Regions from separate parts of the Triticum aestivum genome. Here region 2 is linked to region 1. The links are chromatin contacts, called in public Hi-C maps. All regions are on one chromosome and are shown on one strand. The core of a region is the stretch at or near the end of the contact, and the rest is flanking DNA. Distances in the headings are between cores, read along the strand shown.

Region 1 (5,568 bases), core at 1,837-4,336:
TTTCGAAGGTGCCACTAGAACAGTTGCTGCTAGAACAGAGAAAGACCAATCGAAAGACACATTCAAATCTTTGACAAGTCCGGCCGGACATGCAATTGAGCTTTATCTAGCACGCTAAGTAATCATAGATATGTTTTGCTTACTCAGTTTCATGGAAATGATCGCATTCGGGCCGGGGTAAAAGCTCTTTTTTCTTCAAAAAATGCAAAAAGCAAAATTAATCTGACCAAGAGAGAGCAGCTAGCTGCCTTTTCTTGGGAGTCAATCAATGGACGGACGGTTCCCTTCCCTTTGGGATGTACTTTACGTCACGCACGCGTATTGCATTTGCATGCATAGTGCCACGTCGTCGCCGCATGCATGCATGCATATTGCTTGCCGCGTACGTGCTCTGCTGGAGCAGGAGAGTCCTACCCAAACGTGCGTAAATCCATCTGCTTTCGGGCAACGAGACCGTTGATCTCCGACAACAAGCACGCATAGTCCGGTCGAACGAGGCAACGAAGGTTCTGCGCTTTCGCCCGGCCTTCCGCAGCAATATAATGTACCGCCCTTTGACAAAATGACGTGTGTGCTTAAGTTAATAATTTGTCAAGCCCGGGTTTCGTCTACACTGGTAGTACTAGCTAGTAGGAGCTACCATCTGATCGACTGATCGGGCTGTACATACATGTGCTTAATTCATTGCAGTCCAAGGGAAAGGAAGGAATAAGGATCATGCTGCAAAGTTAATCAACTGACAGGTCCACACACACGCACCACACGATAACATTTTCTTTCCTTACGATCTCAAAAAAAAAGGTCAGGTTCCACTATCAGAACACAACAGAAGAGAAAGCATAAAAAAGGCATCCTGGTGCAAAACGATAGAAGAGCTAGTAGCGAGCTAAAGCCGCCGCCTCCTACTACTAAAGCTAATCAGCTGGGCCTAGGAAAGCAAAGTTTGAACAGAACCATACATACTACTTTCTCCGACTCAAAAATAAGTATCTCGATTTTAGGGTCAGCTATTCGTCACCTCTCTATTTTGACATCAATGCACCGTATTTTTACGTTTCGTAAATTATGTCTTATTTCATACATAAAAAAAGAACGTAAGAAAATATGTACTCGCCGTAAAAAATATGTTATGTTACGTAAAATTACGAATATAAAAACATAGTGTAAAACATACATAAAATGTGATTTTTCTGGTCTTATAACCTACATTTTTTGTTTTTTTATACAAAATTTTACATATTGAATCAATATGCATGTAACTATTTATATTCTAAACGTAATTTATTTAGAAAGCGATCGTAAGATTACCTTGGGTGAAGAATAACTTATTTTGCACCCTGGTTGATAAATAGTAACACTACTCGATTTTAATACAATTTTAATGCTTTTCTCCATAAAAATGATCCAGATCTATTATCAAAGTTCACTGGAAGTACAAAGCATCTCAAACATAATAAAATTTACATGGAGATTCCGAGACCATCGAACGACCACCGGTGCCGTCAGAATAAGCCGCCGACACGCCGTTGTCGCCGCTCCCATACTGGAGCCGGCTTGACCTTGTCGATGACAGTCGGAAAATCTTCGTGTGCGTGCCCTAAAGACCAGCGCCCTGGAGCCGCAGTCGTCGTCGTTGAACCCCTGAATACATCTGACACACCTGACACCAAAGTTTTACACATGATGAGAAACCCTAACCTCACTGTCACAAGGAAGCGACAGGAATCTACGTCAGAGCTCCGTCAACTACTTCCAGATGGACGAATTCGAGAAGGATTGGAGCCTAGAAGGCAAACTCGAAGAAAAAGCGCTGCCATCCGCTCGAGCGCTGCACCTGTGAGGATAAAAAAATTCTAACCTAAACTACTAACTGGAACGGAGGCACTGGGATTCCTCTCCCCGTCACCGCCCGCCGGAACGACAGGCAGAGGGGGGGGAGGGGGGGCAAATCCACAGGCTCACCGGCGAAGCTTGGAGGAAAAAGTTTACCCTGACCATCAAGGGATAGAGGAGGGAGAGAGAAACCCTAGATGGGTTCTTAACAGCCAAGTGATGACATGATCAGGGGAGTGTCAGTACAACTTTAATACCTAATTAAGTCCCATTCCGCTCTTTATGTTGTCAAAATCCCGGTAGTCGTTGAGAATTAATTAAGAACATAAACGTTCCTACGTACGTACGCGGGCGCGAACTGGTCTTGTCAGCCATAGAAGCCTCTTGAGAATGGTGGGTGGGTGCGTCGCCATCTTACCATGGCCATGAGACGACGACGCAGAGCTAGCTAGCAATATTTTGTAGCCGGCCAAACGCTCCCTTTACAAAAGCGAGAGGCACCCGCGAGAGTTCCCACCCGCACCCTGACGGCGACACGTAACTACGCGGCCATTTTCTTCCATCATCATCATCAAAGTACTAGTATTAAACTGTTAATTTCTCCGTCTCAAATGCAGCTATAGCCTAAAGGTGGCCCTTCCTCAACGGCTCCGTTGAACTGACGTTACCAGTTACCTCAGCAGCCATCCGAAGTTGCAGTGGTGAAAAAGAAGCGTATGCTATCAGCAAAACAACAGGAGTAGCAGGTGGTAAAAATGGCTACAGTGTGCATCACAGCGCGACACGTACGTACGTACATCCTTGTCATACGCACTGACCGATTGTACATATTTCGACCACGAAACTGCACTATACTTGCACAGCCAAGAAGTACACGAGCTAGAGTCCACACGCGTCCTTGTCATACGTACAAACGTCAGACGCCGGCCAGCGGCCAGCTGCGTTCCGGATCATTTTTCCCTACAGCCAGCGATCGAGCTAGTCGCATTCACCTCTAACCCAAGCCAGCACACAATGCCCAACTCGCCGGAGCAATCTCACCATCAACGTTACCGTCCGCGCAACCCACGCAGATTCGATTTACCGCGCCGCGTTGCTCCGGCCAGGTCAAACCGTCGGACCCTTCCGTTTACACCCGCGCCTGGGCTACCCCTCCCCCCGTGACCACGACCCGATCCATCCATGGCGCCATCCGACCAACCCACCACCCCGCTATATATACGCGCACGCGCCCCACCCACCCTCCACACCGCACCTCGACCCATCTCGTCAACCCATCATCATCCACTCCCAATCCCCATTCCATTCCAAGAACGAACGGAATCAGTTCGTTTCACTCGATCGCCAAGGAAGCACTCGACCTCCGTCGATCGCCGCATCGCCAGCACCATGAGGGCGTTCCTGAAGGGCTGCTTCTACCCGCGCGGCGGCGCCACGGACCCGGCGGCGGTGGCAGACGGCGACGAGGCGACCACGGCCACGGCCAAGGCCACGGCGCCGCCGAGGCCATCGGCCAAGAAAACCAAGAAGAAGTCGATGCGGCGGGCGCCGAGCGCGACGGCGCGGCTGCGGACGCTCTCCTTCGACAACCTGTCCCGCACGCTGGCCTCGTCGGGGATGCACGCCTTCACCGTCGCCGAGCTGCGGGCCGCCACGCGCAACTTCTCCGGCAGCCACTTCATCGGCGAGGGCGGGTTCGGGCCGGTCTACAAGGGCTTCCTCGACGACAAGGTGGTGCCGGGGATGCAGCCGCAGCACGTGGCCGTCAAGTACCTGGACGCCGAGGGCCCCCAGGGCCACCGCGAGTGGCTCGCCGAGGTCGTCTACCTCGGCATGCAGCTCAGCCACCCGCACCTGGTGAAGCTCGTCGGCTACTGCTACCAGGAGCACCACCGCATGCTCGTCTACGAGTACATGGCCCGGGGCAGCCTCGAGCACCACCTCTTCAAGAGTAAGAATTCGTCCACATACAGTTCTTCGCCGATTGATCACGCCGACATGGTTACTGATCTTGGATGATTTGTCTTGCAGATCTGCTGGCGAGCTTGCCGTGGGCGACGAGGCTGAAGATCGCGGTGGGGGCGGCCAAGGGGCTGGCGTTCCTGCACGAGGCGGAGACGCCGGTCATCTACCGGGACTTCAAGGCCTCCAACATCCTGCTCGAATCGGTGAGTAGCACTCCGTCATCCCTACCAACTCCGGCGGGCATGTCATATCCCGTTCACGTTCATACCTCCGTTTCCTGTGTATGTACACGGACACACGACTAGTTCGTCGGCGCGCCTCTGCACATACGATTTGATATGACGACCGTCTCCGTATCCCATTTCTGCGGGCGTACGTGCCAGCACGTTCTAAAACCAGCTGGTTGGCCGATCTCTGTCGGTTTATATTTCTCTAATGATGATCTCGCGGAGACTTTGATCCGTTGAACGGGCAAAGCCATGGACTTAACCTCTATTAATTAGTAGTATAAATACTTAATTACTGTTAGCCACTAACAACCACAAATTTGAATATGCGTATAACCAGTAGCCTTTTTTCCCGGTTGAATTATCTCAATTGTCTATGCCTCGGACGGGATCAGACAAGCATAAATGTCCCTGTCATTGTGAGGGGGTAGGAAACGTGCCCTCGAGGATAATACAAAATTGGCCTCTTCGTGTTCTTAATCAATTCTCCTAGGCTAGGCTACTATATTAGCACCAGCTAGAACGCACAAGAACACGAAGAGGGAGTAGGCTATATTAGCACCAGCTAGAACGCACAAGCTGTAGCCTGTAGGAGCTAGCCGGCCAACGTAGTCGCACCTGTCTAAATCAACCACACCCACAGCATACATCTAGTATGATCACCTAACCCAGCCACCTTACTTGACACCCCAGATAAGATAACCAGGTAGTACAGATGTCAAAATACCACACAAACAGTTCGGTACACATCCACCAAAACAACCGTGCATACATTTCACGTGTATATTACTGTTAACCAGTACACGTCGATCGACCGGTGATTCTGACTGTGTGTGTGTGCCTATGTTATCGCAGGACTACACGGCGAAGCTGTCGGACTTCGGGCTGGCCAAGGAGGGCCCGTCGGGGGACGACACGCACGTGTCCACCCGGGTGATGGGCACGCACGGCTACGCGGCGCCGGAGTACATCCTCACGGGCCACCTCACGGCGAGGAGCGACGTGTACAGCTTCGGCGTGGTGCTGCTGGAGCTGCTCACGGGCCGCCGGAGCGTCGACAAGCGCCGCCGCGGCCGCGAGCAGAACCTCGTCGACTGGGCCCGGCCCTACCTGCGCCGCCCCGACCGGCTGCACCGCGTCATGGACCCGAGCCTCGAGGGCAGCTACTCCGCCGAGGCCGCCGCCAAGGCCGCCACGGTGGCGTACAACTGCCTGCACAGCGTGCCCAAGAACCGCCCCACCATGCGCGAGGTCGTCGACTCGCTCGAGCCGCTCATGCGCATGTCCCGCGACGTGCCCGCCGGGCTGTTCGTCTACACCGCGCCGTCAGAGCCGTCGCCGGTGGCCAAGGCCGTCGCGGACAAGGCCGATGTGGCTGCGGAGGCCGGCGAGGAGGCCAAGGACGGCGGCGCTAGCGCTTCGGCGGCCGCGGCCAGGAAGAAGTGCCAGCGCTCGGCCGTGCACGCCGAGAGCGCGGCGCCGAAGTACGCGAGCTCGGTGGCGGCAGGGAACGAGAGCCGGGGCTCGCCGAGGCAGAGAAGGG
Region 2 (5,568 bases), core at 892-3,391, 530 kb before region 1:
TGTAGAACCTAAGCTGGTTTATCTAGCATTCTAGCATGAGCAATGGCATTTACATAGGTCCAATCTTTGTTGAACTGTCAACATCAAGCTGAATATGCAGACTTTACCATTTGAAGATAATGGCACACGCATCAAAATATGGGGTGGCCCAGAAATTGAACTGACACAGAATATGAATCCGTACCAATTGTTTCCCCCAAAAAGAAATATGTCAATTGTTTGCAAATAAACATGTGCGTACAGCTAGATGAAATTCACGGATAGCTGATACCTTGTAGCGATTTATAATATCTTTGAGAACTTTATTCAGCGCATGACCCATGTGAAGATCACCATTAGCATAAGGCGGGCCATCATGAAGAGTAAATGTGGCCTAATCAAACAACCAAGAAAACCAACTAGGTCAGATGAATAGTTTCGTTTTCATTTATAGCTCTACTTGAAAAAGTAAACTCACCCCAGTATTCCTTTCGGACACCCTCTTCAGCACCTGGTTCTCCTCCCACAACTTCTGGAGCTCCGGTTCGCGCATAACAGAGTTTGCTCTCAAGCCAAAACTCGTCTTTGGGAGATCCACCGTGTGCTTGTATTTCCCATCTTCTTGTTTTGCACCTAGGAAAAACCGACAAGCTATCAGTTCTAGGTACCTCTGTGTTCTAACACCCCAAGGAGGACCAATGACTAAAACGAGACTCAACCTGTCAAACATCAACTAAATGCTTATTTCAGTTTCAAATGGTCCAGATCAAAACACTTATATCATTAAGAGATTTTATTTTGAAACATGCCAAATCGGACTACCTAGACTGTTTCCCGCAAAAAAAAGAGACTACCATATGTCTTATTGAGACTCTCAATGGAAGGAACTTTTATCCCCATGACTGCACTCAGGTATATTAAACATGGAGAGTTTTTCTAACTTTTAACTCTGAACTTCTAAGAATAGCAGAATTATTCATTAAATCATCAAATTGCCATATTCTGGGTATATATAGCATATAATCTCAATCGGTTAGCATCATCACAAGCACAATCACCACCGTCTGAGCACTGTTTCCACCATCCAACATCTAAAATAAGCTCACCTGTTCTTCTAGTTATTCACAAAATGAAAACCAAGATTGCTTTGATACCAAGACACTGGATGCAGAAAGCTTATATTGATGGAAGTCTCATACAGACCAAAAAGAGAACATGGTGACAAATTGTGATGAAGGCGTAGACACCTTAAATAAAAAATTGCATACACAATGACCTAATTACAATGGAATGACCCAGCATGAAACATTTGTCAAAGAGCAACATCTATCAAGCTAAACCGACCAGATTAAGCTCAAGTTACACGCATACATCAAGTGAACACCCCGTCAGTCCCAACTACGACCACGGGCAAATTTCACTCAGAACCCTGATCCGCAATCGATCCGAAGCTCAGGAAACTGCACTCAAATTCATTCGTCTAATCCTACTACTGCTTGTGTCCCTAGTCCCTAGCGCCGGATGCAACTCACGAGCAATCGACCTCAAAAAACGGACGCCCCATTGCAACACGGAACAGACGGTCGCCGATTCCCCAAACCAAAAACCCCACCCTGAACCCCTAATGACGCGAGCGAGAGACGGCTCACCCTCCGCGGCCTTCTTCGCGGCCATGACGGGGCCCCGGGACCGGCGCTTCGAGGCCGACGACGACGGGGCGAAGAGGTCGCTCAGCTCGGTGGAGAACGGCCGCCGCGCCGCCACCGGGGCCGCCCCCAGCCTGCGCAGCGGGAAGCGGCATCTCTGCGTCGAGAAGACCTGCGGAAGAGCGGGGGCTCGTGAGGAGTGCCTCTAGGAGCTTCGGCAGTACAAGGGGGGGGGGGGGGGGGGGGGGGGGGGGGGGCCGCTTACGCGACAGCAGGAGGCGGCGTCCATCCGACGCCGGCGCCGCGAGACGAGCGAGCGAGCGGGCGAGCTCGAACTGGTTCCGTTGGGGAGGGGGCCCCGCCAGGCCGGTCGACGGCTAGGTGGGTTCTGCTATGGGCGCGACAATGGCGGCATCGGGGATAAGGGGATTGGCGAGCGAGGGGAGAGGGGAGGAGGAGAGAGCCTGAACCGAAGAAGAGGGGTGTGGAGGTTTTTTTTTGTGGGCTAGGTGTGGGGGCCTGGGGGGTTCGCTCGTTCGCGGAGGCCGATGAGGCTGCCGTGTGGGGCCCTCTTTGTTGGGCCACTTTGTGAAGAGGGCGTCATCATGGTTGGGCCACTTTGTGAGGAGGGAGCTACTGGGCTAGGCCGCGCTGTAGAGGTCAACTTGGGCTCTATTAGCTGTTCGACACGCTCCCGTGCCCACTTGGCCCAAAATGGAAAGGCTGCGAATAGTGTGTTTTTTTCGCTCAAAGATAATAATTTGGCAGTCTGGACTCTGGGGAAGAGCAAGAAGAACCTCTCAAAGAAATACATACAGTACAGACGAGAAGCAGCATAGGCTGGCTCCTGCACAAGCACAACTCAAGTCGGTTCAAACGGAGCTTTGTTACCGTGGACAAATCTCAGCTCGTTTGCAGTTAAAATCGCAACTATCATCCCCAAAAAAGGTTTCGAAAGTTCAAAACCACGACCTCTCTCACTCACTCATGATTTAAAATAGATTCTGCTTCACATTTGCTACAGCCAATCTCCATGCATGTTCATGGCGGCCACTGGACTCGTAACTCTTATTTAGCTTGTTCAGAACATGGCCAGGCACGAAGTGTCATAATAATGAATTAATCGAAGGTAGCAGTAGAGTACATGATGTGGGAATGGATCACTGAGACGGGAGGAAATAGAACGCCGGAGAATTTTTACCTGAAACCGGAGCCATCTTCCTCACGAGCTGGATGTTCGGCCAGGGTCTCAATCTCTCAAATCGGTGGAGAGACTTTTACCTTGTACCCTGTACTATATATAGAAAAAGCACTTACTTGCGTGCCAAGCGTCATGTTATATACTTCTACAATGCATCACAAGAGTAGGAATTAGCATTACGCAGGCTCCACGCAAATTCAAACTTGTCGGAATTAGTTACTAGTATATGCTCTGCTACGGTAGAAGTAAATTAGAAGTCAATTCGGTTAAAAGAAAACTGCGGCTTGGTCCTAGCACGGCAAATCGAGAATGCTAAACTATACCACGTCGCCCTCGGAACTGATGGAGCTCACGTTGCACATACCTACAAGTAGTGTGAACATGTTTAGCAGAAGGATATCCTACAAACAAGTCAATGTTGGTGCCCATGATGTGCCCGTAGTTGCTCTCTTCAGGTCGAGGACATGTGAGACTTGAGGGGGGTGTTAGTGCATCTCTAATCGAACCCTAAAATTATGAACCCGTCTAAGGCGCATTTAGATGCGACATTGTTATTGCACATCTAAATGACGTGGTTCCCGCATAGACCCTGGACCCGTCCCTCATCATATCATCTTCTATGATTTCAGCGGCATCTGCCCTTTATATCTTACCACTCACCTGACTATTGTTCCTTCTGCATCCTATATGTATATTATAGTTCAACCTAGTGCTCTCTCCAGTCCTTTTTACTCTGCATATAAGATTTCTTTGTAGTCAAACTTCGTAAAGTTTAACCAACTTTATGGAAAAAATTAACATTCATAATGAAATCAATATCATTAGATGTATCATGAATTTAATTTTCATATTGTATAACTTTAGTAATGTAGGTATTGATTATTTTTCATATAAATATCTTATGTACTGTAGGTAATGACATCCAGCTGTGCTAGCCACCTTTATTGATTAGATTCAATCTACATGCTAGATGTATCTACTTGAGATGAGATTAAACAAAAAAAAAAGACAACCAGCAGTAAGTGAAAATCCAAGACACCAGCCTCATTTGTTTGGGTTTTAGGACTATGCATTCTAGTTCCATTTTTTTCTGCATGTTTCATATCGGTTCACACGGTTCAGAAACCCAGAAGTCCCCTTCCCTCCTTTTCAGACGCAAATTACCACGGCGTTTGCACTTAAGTTATCAGAAATGAGGGTCATATATTACCATACTATTTACATAGAAATTACTGGGGTATGTTCGTAAACAACGTTTTCCCTTTGTCAAATGTTACCGTGGTGATTGTACTTAAGTTATCGTGTGAGCTTTGTATATTATCATACTATTTATATAGAAGTTATCCGAGGATATTTTTCAATACACCCCCCCCCCCCAGTAAAGAATGTTATCACGTTGTTTGTACTTAAGTTATGAGATATTAAGTTTGTATACTATCATACTATTTACATAGAAGTTTCTTTTCAATAACTTTTTCCCCCTGGTTAAGTTTACCGCGATGTTTGTACTAAATTGTCAGATATGTGGTTCGTATATTACAGTGCTATTTTCACATAAATTACCGGGGTACGGTTTTCAATAATTTTTTCCTCTTTGGACAAAGTTACCGCGATGTTCTGAACTTAAGTTATCACGCCTACGATGCCTATATTACCATGATATTTACACATTAGTTACATGGGTATGTTTTTCAACAACATTGCTCCACCGGGTGTCAAACTTACCGTGTTTTTATACCTAAGTTATCATGCCTGCATTGCGTAAATTATCATGTAGTTTACACTGAAGGTACGGGAGGCAAAAAAAAAAGGTTTCCCAATCTTCTCCCCATGAACTAGACACTGAAGTTATCATGTCTGTGGTGTGTTAAATTACAATGCTATTTAGGAAGGAGTTATCGGTGTATGTTTCAAATTTTTTCCCCCGAATTGAAGTTAACAGGGCACGGGGTATTTTAACTTACCAGCCATGCGGTGCGAAATTACCATGCTATTTTCGCGGGAATTACCGGGGTATGTTCCAGCACCCGGTCAAAAGTTACAGGCCCAGGTAACTTAGCAGCCCCTCAGGCCATCATTTAGAAAAACTCCTTGCAATAAGTTCTTTGATAATCACTAGGGTGGAATGAGTTATCTACGGGTCGATTCCATAAGTTTTTGATTCACTAACTCCACCAATGTACAACTACATGGATTGATGAATCTCAGCACAAGCATGATGTAGCTGACCTGGTGTAACGCCCTCGATGCGGCTATATCTCCCACGTGTCGAAGCACGACTTAGAGGCATAACCGCATTGAAAGCAATGTCGCAAGTGAGGTAATCTTCACACAACCCATGTAATACACAAGGGAAAGAGATACATAGTTGGCTTACAATCGCCACTTCACACAATTACATGAATAAAGCATTACAACATCCAAATACAATCAAGGTCCGACTACGGAACCAAAATAAAAGAAGAACCCCAAATGCGACAAGGTCCCCGATCGACCCCCAACTGGGCTCCACTACTGATCAACTAGAACGAAACAACACAAAGGACAAGATTTTCATCGAGCTCCTCCTGAGCTTGGTTGCGCCATCTGCACGGACTCATCGGCACCTGCAAACTGGTTTTGGAAGTATCTGTGAGCCACGGGGACTCAGCAATCTCGCACCCTCGCGATCAAGACTATTTAAGCTTATGGGTAAGGTAAAGGTATGAGGTGGAGCTGCAGCAAGCGACTAGCATATATGGT

The links. A called contact is a pair of places that touch in the nucleus more often than the background predicts.
Region 2: a contact with region 1 is called in a Hi-C map of leaf, with 5 times the contacts expected there. The contact joins the promoter of LOC123128611 here to the promoter of LOC123128610 in region 1. A contact is called at or near these places in 2 of 5 Hi-C or Micro-C datasets (both in leaf).

Annotation. Positions count from the first base shown.
Region 1 is chr6A:573,152,088-573,157,655 of IWGSC CS RefSeq v2.1, reverse strand. It overlaps LOC123128610 (serine/threonine-protein kinase RIPK), which reads left to right and starts at 3,086. Exons shown (of 3, transcript XM_044548655.1): 1 at 3,086-3,784; 2 at 3,865-4,001; 3 at 4,881-5,568. The coding sequence starts at 3,223.
Region 2 is chr6A:573,682,407-573,687,974 of IWGSC CS RefSeq v2.1, reverse strand. LOC123128611 (isoleucine--tRNA ligase, chloroplastic/mitochondrial) reads right to left here and starts at 2,141. Exons shown (of 22, transcript XM_044548657.1): 1 at 1,891-2,141; 2 at 1,629-1,797; 3 at 458-612; 4 at 272-373. The coding sequence starts at 1,914.